Regions from separate parts of the Mus musculus genome. Here region 1 is linked to region 2. The links are chromatin contacts, called in public Hi-C maps. All regions are on one chromosome and are shown on one strand. The core of a region is the stretch at or near the end of the contact, and the rest is flanking DNA. Distances in the headings are between cores, read along the strand shown. Region 1 overlaps Ptcd2 (pentatricopeptide repeat domain 2). Region 2 overlaps Tnpo1 (transportin 1).

The links. Hi-C and Micro-C count contacts between places; a contact is called where the count stands out from the background.
Region 1: a Hi-C map of muscle stem cells shows a contact between it and region 2, with 2.6 times the contacts expected there. The contact joins two enhancer-like sites. A contact is called at or near these places in 1 of 15 datasets of contacts at CTCF or cohesin (the NIH/3T3 cell line), 25 of 484 Hi-C or Micro-C datasets (the AML12 cell line, the C2C12 cell line, MC3T3-E1-derived osteoblasts and 17 more), 14 of 115 datasets of contacts at active chromatin or transcription factors (bone marrow-derived dendritic cells, cardiomyocytes, embryonic basal ganglia and 11 more) and 2 of 9 other capture datasets (embryonic stem cells and liver).

Annotation. Positions count from the first base shown.
Region 1 is chr13:99,317,972-99,322,611 of GRCm38.p6, reverse strand. Ptcd2 (pentatricopeptide repeat domain 2) reads left to right here. Exons shown (of 10, transcript NM_026873.2): 9 at 938-1,051; 10 at 2,219-2,963. The coding sequence ends at 2,443. Among named protein-coding and RNA genes, the nearest start is that of Ptcd2, 24 kb to the left of the region's middle. Within about 2 kb of position 1,926, at least 10 of the 459 cell types and tissues checked have an H3K27ac peak or open chromatin away from gene starts, as enhancers often do. A contact at or near this core is called in muscle stem cells, where this site is marked.
Region 2 is chr13:98,878,242-98,882,735 of GRCm38.p6, reverse strand. Tnpo1 (transportin 1) reads left to right here. Exons shown (of 24, transcript NM_178716.3): 5 at 4,010-4,116. Among named protein-coding and RNA genes, the nearest start is that of Gm52051, 44 kb to the left of the region's middle. Within about 2 kb of position 2,200, at least 25 of the 459 cell types and tissues checked have an H3K27ac peak or open chromatin away from gene starts, as enhancers often do. A contact at or near this core is called in muscle stem cells, where this site is marked.

The DNA.
Region 1 (4,640 bases), core at 677-3,176, 440 kb before region 2:
GTTACGACAGTAAAGATGCAAATATCCCAGCACACAGGCAAGACTGAAGAAGGGGGAAACAAAATGGCTAGTGTAGGGTGGAAGGGTAACACTGCCTCTCACAAGGACCCCGGCTTCAAAAGCGGTTATTCCTTTTGCTTTAATAATTTCATCAAGTCCAAGAAATTGCCAGGTTTTTATTTTAATGTACACATCAGTCATATAAAACAACATGGTTTATTTCCATGATTAATTGCTATGCATTCATTCAATATGATGTTTTTTTCCAATTATTTCTTGTGTTACACATTATTTAGTAGCTGACAAAGGAAAGATCCAATTTTACAGAAAATACATTTTGAAGATAACATCAAATTATAAACAGTGATTAACATTGGTTGATGAATTCTCAGTTATTCTCATTTTTAAAACCTTTTCTCCTGTGTCTCACATTGTCCTAGTGAGTACTGATAATTACAGGTGAAATGAGCCTTGCTTTTCCATGTGCTGTGTGTGTCGGGCTGATAGGAATTCGTTAGCAATGTCATTTTGAAAACTTGGTGCCTAGTTTTGAAGGGTCTTTAATGGGTACAGTGTAAGTAGGCTTCACTGAGACATCAGCCAGGGTTTAAAGTTGGGGTATTTATTTTGTTTTCTTGTGTGTGTGTGTGTGTGTGTGTGTGTGTGTGTGTGTGTGTGTTTTCTTTTGTGGAATTCAGGAATCAAACTCAAGACTGGTGTATGAAGCACCTCTGATATGAGCTTCCTCTCTAGTCCCACTATGGCGATGTCATTATCTATATTAAAGTACATTTTGGCTGATGAGTGTACATGCAAAGCACTTAAAAAACATGTATATGCTAACGAATTAGGGAATAGTATTTAAAAGGGGTGCCTGTCAGCTCAGGCGTACCTCAGCATTGAAATGCCAGCTCAGTCTTCTCTGGTTTTTATTCAGATCTTGATCCACATCCAGTCAAATATGTTGGAAAGCCTGTTAAAGATCTTAGAGGACTCTCTTGACACAAATTTATCGAAATTTGTAAGAAGACACACATTCTCAGAGGAAGTGGTAAGTGTGCCAACGCTGCAGGTGACACCGAGTGCAAGCTCACGTGCTCACCTGGTGTTCCGGTCCCGAGACCACCTGTGCAGCAAGAGGCCAGACACAGCAGTCTCTCTTGCGTGGCTTTTGGACTTCTCAGGTCCCTCCCATGTTGCTCTCTCCCTGTACTATTCTATAGGTCCCTTCCCTCCTCTGAATAATGACTTCACACCTTTTCAGTTTTCTCTCAAGTATCCATACCTTTCCCTTGCTCCTCGCTCTCAGGTAACCCTTGCTTCCTTTGGTGGGAGGAAATAGAAGCAAACTGAAGAAAGCGACTAGCACACTATCAGCCATTCAGATTTTGAGCTGACCCATTTTTGCAGGGTTAGTGATGGACCTGAGGCTGCTGTTGAGAGCTCTGGTCCATATAATAGACCTGTCAGTGGCCTCCTTGGCATGTCCACCCCAATGTTTCACCTCCAGAATAGAATTATGGATCGTTCATCCAATTTTGGATCTCCCTCTCCTCCCCATAACACTCCCTCTCAGTGTCCATCGTCACGTTGCTAAGACCCAAGTTAGGAGGGTGACATTGATCCCCTTCCTTCAGCTCCTTAGAGGGAGTCCTTCACTGTCACCCCACAGTGTGCCCCATGTGCAGTCACCTCCGCATCTCCTGTGCTTCTCCCAGTCCCAGTCACCGTTTGTTCTCTGGGCTTATTCTCTGTGCAGCTTGTGAAGTCTCCATCAGACAGTCACCCTCGCCATCCCTGTGGCTTTTAGGTGAATCCCAAGCACCATTCTGTGCACTGCGTGAAGCCCTGTATAACCTACCCCACTCACTGCCCTTGCTCTCTGTGTAACCTGTCCCACCTATTGCCCTTACTCCCTGTATAACCTGCCCCACCCACCGCCCTTACTCCCTGTATAACCTGCCCCACCCACCGCCCTTACTGTATTTTATGGATGCTGTTGGCCTCTGACCTCCCCGCTTATGTCTCATTGTAAAACGTGTGCTGTTTTGAGTTGCCTCTCGAAGGTAAAATGATATGGCTCTCTCTCATAGTCAGTCTCATGCCTATGTGCCCTGGTGTTTATCCTTATATATATGCTGTACATTTCTACATGTCTGTTTCTGCTTCTAAGAGGATAGGAAGACCTCACTGTGATGTAATGATTACTCTTTTCCAGCTGGCCAAAGTGAGGGAAAAACTGAAGGACAGCCCTGCACTCATAGCCAGATTCGATGAGGTCTATGGGAAGCTGCACGTGAACGGTCAAATCACCGTTCATTCTTTGGATGCTCTGCTCTGCCACGTCCCCCGGGACAAGAGATCCAACTTGTTGCTGTTAAAGAAGAGGGCAGTCAGCCACCGGACCTTACAGCCTCTCAGCCGGTCCCTGCTGACCGAGTAACTGCTTTCCATTTCCCTGGTCTGGAGCAGCTGCTGCTACAGTGGATTACTGGCTGCTCCGGGCCGGGCATCTTACTTACTTCAGTGGCCCTGTGCTGACGCTTGGTCTCCCTAAGTCCTAAGTCCCCCGAGTGGTGACATGCTACCAGAGAAATGGGAAGAGCTAGCTCGAGCCAAGGGAGCCCCACAGAAAGGCAGCTGCCCTCGTTTCACAGGCTCCAGAGTAAGACTCAGAGCTGCTAATGCAGCCCAGTAGAGTGGAGCTCAGGAGGTACCCACAGACGGGATTTCTCTTGGTCTTGACTGACCTTTCACGGCAGAGGTGACTCGCAAGTTGGTGGGGAGACCTGAAACCCTCATCTCCCATCTTTGGAAGTGGCGGAGGCCTTCCTCGTCTCCGCCATCGTTATTCCATCTGTGAGGCGATGCTGCCTGGGTGTGCTTGGATGACTTCACATTTCCATTCAAGGTTCAGTAGAGTTCAGCTTTCTCCAGAATAAGAAATAAAAGGTTCCTGTGCAGACTCGGGTTGTGTTTCTTTTCTTAGCGTGTAAACAAAACTAAAATTTAGCCTTCAGAACTGGTAAGTATGCTAAGTTTAAAATGATTATTGCCATTGTCACTGGCAAGCCAAAAATGCCAATTAAAAACCCACGGAAGGCTCAGTTTTCTATTTACCCTCATAAATAGTTGGACCTGTGTATCACCGTGTCTGCTGTGCCTGTCTCCTTTGCGTGCTCTGTTGTTGTTACTTTATTAGCAGTTACTGTAAAACTGTCTTGACAGCACGGCCAGTTTCTGTGACCATTTGAGACACCGCATTGGATGGATTGTGCGTATGTGATCATCTACAGAAGGCACCTGGAACCATCTTACATGTTCTTGTTTCCGGGGGGCCCAGACAGGTGTTGAACCCAACATCAGAGGCCACGTGTGCTGCACACTTGGACTTGAGGCCAAATCCAGAATACAGTCTGTTCACTTCATTGTTTTTCTCAGACCAAAACTGTCCATAGAATCAGAAATTTTAGAATTAGAGAAACCTTCTGTGTCTTAACTCATTCATCTTTCAGGTTGAGGAAATGACTTAAGCTAGCAGAACTAATTTAGGATAGGACACTAGATTCCAGTTCTGGTATCTTTACTACTGTGAAATATTATTACATATATACTTATATTTTATAAAGTAGTTTAATATATAAATATATTTGTATATAGTGCATATAAACAGTATATATAATATTTATAAATTATTACTTATTTATATAATATAAAGGTAGATAGAGAGATACCTCTTCTGCGGCTAAAACAGTTCCTAAGATATTTCCAGAATCCTAAGGACTCCTGAGGTTTTCCAGGTGGCTGCAGGTTCTCAGTTTGCTCATTGGTAAGTGGGTCTGATAGTCAGTGCACAGGCTAACAGTGAGTGTGAGTTCACAGTGAATGTGAGGCAGGCAGTATGCCTGGTGCTGTGCCCGTGCTGTGAAACCTTAACTTTGTGGCTACCTAGCTGCTGGCACTTAAAGTACTCCCAGCTAGCTGAGGAATCACAGGGATACATGAGGCCTTCTTCCTGCTCTCATCATGCACAGGAGCCCATCTCACAGTTATCAGAAAGAGTTTGCCTGTGTTCTGTAAAGCGTTAGACAGCCTCATTAAAAAAAAAAAAAAACAAAGCAACAACAAAAAATTCTTCTTAGAAAATAATGGCTTCTGTGTGTGCCTGGTGTTTTGTAAACAACAGCAAAAGTTGATTCCTGTACCTGCAAAGCCTTAGAGAATAGACCATGCTTCCCCAACTTACCTTGTGTAAATGGCTGTAATGCGTTAGATAATTGTGGTGCTCTTTGTTAGGCCACAACCACTCATTAACAAAAACAAAAATGGAAAAAGCACAAACAACTTCATGAATAATAAATACCAACCTTCCTGCCCCCTGCTTCCCCGAGAGGGAGACTGCTGGCCTCTGCTGATGGAGACCAGCCGTCATACCTGTTTTAAAGCCTCAGTAGCAAGATAACTAATGCACACTGTTAGAGGTGAGCACTTAAAATGTATTAGTTACTATTTCTTTTAAATTTTATGTATATTGGTGTTTTGCCTGCATGTGTGAGGGAGTCAGATCCTCTGAAACAGGAGTTATAGACAATTGTGAGCTGCCATGTGGGTGCTAGGAATTCAACCTGGGTCCTCTAGAA
Region 2 (4,494 bases), core at 951-3,450:
CAGTTTCTAATCTAGCTTCAGATGTAAGAGCAGTGTGTTTCAAAGTGATGTCTAGAGTATGGTTAAATACTAATTGCGAGCCCAGATTGGATGTGGATAGAACAGCTAAAGCAGTGGTTGGGGTGGGAAGTGAGCGTATTCATTTAGTACATCGGATTTCTTCATAGTCTGCACATTAAGTATCCCTTGGGGCTTGGGAACGTCTGAATGTCCTGAGACAGTCGGCCTCACTAAGGAACTCACTATTTAACCCAGGCTGACAAGAAACTCAATGAGATCTCCTTGCTTCTGCTCCCCTAAGTGCTGGGCTTCAAGGCATGAGCCACTATAGCTGGCTAATAATTTCTGGTAATTTAAAAGTCTGAAATACTAATTACATAAAGCTACCTAGTTAAATAGATTGACCAGTTAAATTATTTGCTTTGTGTTGTTAATTAAAAATGAAAGGGCAGTGGTACTCCAAGACAAAAACAAAAGCTTAAGAATATGCAGATTTGGCCTGGAGAGATGGCTCAGCACTTAAGAGCACTGACTGGTTTTCCAAAGGTCCAGAGTTCAATTCCCAGCATCCACATGGTGGCTCACAGGCATCTGTAACAGAATCCAGTGCCCTCTTCTGGTGTGAGCTCACAACATTTACTGCTGTGGGTGCTGAGGCTGAGAGGTGGTCCAGTGCTCAGCCCAGATGTGACATGTCTGCCACCCTGTCTGAGCATTCAGGGAACGTCCCAGAAGGTAGGCAGGCAGAGTGAACGAGCACAGGCAGCTAGTGGGAAGGGCTTCAGGATGCTGTCCTCTGGGCATGACATGGCCATTGAGTTCTCCTGTCCTGGAAACAGCCTGTCACAGGTGGACGTGGGGTTCGTGGGGTCCTACTACCTGCTGACCTATGGCTTTTGAAACATTCTTGGAGAGGTATAGTCATTGTCTTCATTTGTGCGACCACTGGTGATCCACACTAAGCTCCAGTATACAGCTTCAAAAGATGGGCCACAGGAGGAAGAATGAGTGTGGAGAAGGGGGTGAGAAGAAAGAGAGGCAGGAAAGGGTGAGAGTAGCGAGGCTATAAAATTATCAAGGGACAAAAACCTTGAAAATTGGGTCGTTACCCCACTGTCCTGTCCTGATGCAGAGTAGAGACGGTAGAACAGTAGAAGAGTTTTGGGCAGGCACAGTCAAGTGTCTGTGGTGAAAGGACTCACAGGGGCAGTCGCCTAGAATTGTGCGAGTTTGGGGGTTTTTTGTTTGTTTCTGGGAAATAAACACAAGCATATTATAAGATGATAGTTCCCAAGAAATCTGGGATTTTTTTATTATTGTTTTTTAAATTAGTTAATCTTAGTTCACATGAGAAAAGATTTTAAAATATTAAGATGTATTTTGAGATTGAGTCTTGGTTTCTGTTCATTCTCCTGAGCTGTAGCTGCAGGCTGTGCCCGCTGTACCCAGATGTATTTTCTTCCCCTCTCTGGGTCTGGGATGTTACAAATCCTGTCAATTTATTTGGAAGCTGCTTCATTTAAATGGTTGAGTGCTAGCTAATCCATTACCTAAATGAATTGCTTATCTCATCAAATAATACATGTCTTGTTTATAATGCTACTATTCTAATTATACTAGTAGAAAAGTTTATATAAGATTAATTCATAGAACTGACCTTATTGGCCAAAATATTTTAAATTCTTAAGATGTTAAGTATTAAGTATATCACACCCAATTACAGTTCTCATATTTGTTTAGTTTGGTTTTGTGAGATAAAGTCTCAGGTGGTCCAGGTTGGCTGCACACTTGATCATCACTCCTGCTTCCATCTCTTGTGTGTTGGGAGTCACAGGCACATGGCTCTACACTCAGCTCTCATGATCACTTTTCCTTTTTGCAACTTTTCTTACTATTTTCAGGAGTAGATGGACTTAATGGAAGTTGGAGTTTGTCAATCTTTCAGCATTCTTTAATGTTTCCCAAGCAAAGGCAATGCCATTCAAGTTGTAGATTGTCTCTCTTTTGTACGTTTGGTTTTTCTCAAATTTTATTTGGTTTTGTTCTTGGTTGGTGGGTTGACTGGGAGTTTTTGAGGCAGGGTTTCTCTGTGTGGTCCTGAAAGATCTCTAGATTAGGCTGGCCTAGCACTCAGACATGTGCCTGCCTCTGTCTCCAGTGCTGGAATTCCAGCTGCCTCCTCTGAGCCTGACTTGGCTTGAGCTCGTGATCTTCTGCTTTCACTTTCCAAGTCTGGGATGGATTACAGCTTTAGGAAGCACAGAATCAATCCTGTGTTCTTTTTTATTTTAGCTTGAGGAGAGACTGACTGGTCTTGATGCCAGATTGATTCTTGCCTAAAGGCCAGTAGTAAGAGTGCTTGCTTCAGAAGGCTTTTGGTACAAGGTTTGCATTTTGTTGTCGTCATTGTTTCTACTTGATTTCCTTTTTTTTTTTTTTTTTTAAGTGAATTGTTTGTTTGTTTGAGACATGCTAAAAATAAAAGCTACTATGTAGTTCTGGCTGACCTGGACTCACTGTATAGGTCAGATAGCCTCTAGCCCACAGAGATCTGCCTGCCTCTCCTGGGATAAAAGGTGTGCTTTAGGCTCTGTGCTGTGTGAAAAGTTACACCTTTGTCATCAGTTTTGCTCATTGCTCAGGACAGTCTTGTTAGAACTAAAGGGGAGAGTTAAGGAAAGCGTTAAAGTGTCTTCACTCTGTGGCTTGCTCAGTCATAACTGGGTGTCTCTTAGATGCCAGGCATTTTTTGTGAGTATTCCTCACTTTTCAGAGTAACCCTATGAAGAAATTATTTTTCCGTTTTGCAGCTTAGATTATATATAATTTACCTACTGTCAGAGTATATACCTTCGTGTATGAAAAGATCCATAGCCACCACGTTTTATGCACTGGATACTTATTAAGTTAGAAAAGATGTGCACAGCGCAGTTTAGTCCAGTCAGGAGGTGCTTAGTTAGAAGGCGCCACCGGTGGGACTGTTGGAGCAGTTCATCATGTCTACCTAAGATAGGGTTCTGTCTTCGTTACTGCAGACACCATGAGCCAGGCAACTCTTATAAGGAAAATGTTTAATTTGGCTGGGTCCTGGTTTCAGAGGTTTCATCTGTTAGCACGGTGGCTGAAAGCAAGGCAGCGAGTAGGCAGGTGGTGCTAGAGAAGAGCTGAGAGCTAGCTCTACATCTTGATTTGCAGGCAGCAAGGAGACTGTTTCAGAGAGCATAGCTTGAGCATTTAAGATCTCAAAGTCCTGCCTTCATAGTAGTACACTTCCTCTCAGTTCCACTTCCTATGACCAAGCATTCAAACTCATGAATCTGTGGAGGCCAAACCTATTCAAACCACTACAGGGTCTTATAAAGCATGTGGACACACTGGATTGGTCTCCAGTGAGGCATACATCTGCTTATTTTTTCCCTGCTTGTAGTCTTTGATTATAATTCCTGTGCAAGTTGGAAGGGTACTCTTAGTTTTGGTTTGGTTTGGTTTGGGTTTGGTTTTTTGAGCCATGGTTCTTCTGTGTAGCCCTGGCTGTCCTGGCCCTCGCTCTTTAGACCAGGCTGGCCTCAAACTCAAAAGATCTTCCTTTCTCTGTTGGGATCAAAGGTATGTGCCAACCACCACCTGTCTTATCCTTAGTCTTTCGATGGGTCTTTTATTACAGATTCTTAAGCTTGTCATTCAGTGGTAGAGCGGCTGAAGGCATTTTGGTGTCTTTCTTTAGGTGATTTTCATGAATTTTTGTTAATTTTAATTAGTGGATGTATCGTAGGTATTATAGAAAAGCAAATTGTAGGGTTTTTGTACAGATGTTTGGTGAAGTTTTAAAAATTGGAAACGGTGTGCAATGAGATGAAAAGTGTCTGCTGTGTGCTGCCTGTGATGCACACCCCACACTGAGGCGATGGTGACTGAGGTAGCAGCCTGGGTCTCTTGGTGGGTTTGAAGTGTGTGTTATGCATGTGCCCCACACAGTGCATTATGCTCTAAATGTGTGTTGTCTTTCTAGGTATTTTAATTACAACCATAGCCTCCAAGGGAGAGCTGCAGAATTGGCCTGATCTCTTACCAAAACTCTGTAGCCTGCTGGATTCCGAAGACTACAACACTTGTGAGGTACTGCTGTTTATCTGCTCATAGCATGGGTTAACTCTGGGAAAGTGCTTCTGAAATGGACAACTTCAAAGTGCAGAGCCTAAAGCTCCCTTTGTATTTTATACTTGTTAACCTTTTACTGGTTTTCTGGGAATAATATGACAAAAATCTGTTTTCTCTAAGGAAAGATTTTGTCTTTCTAAAGTTATTCTTAAATGTTACACTCATGTGATTAACAGCTGTTTATACTACATTTAATCAATTTTTAATTGTATATGTGGAAATGTTTTGCCTTCGTGTATATGTGTGTGCCCATGTATGTGTTTGGTGCTTTCAAGATCAGAAAAGGTCATCAGATTTTCCTAAACTGGCTATGGAATGGTTTTGAATTACTGTGTA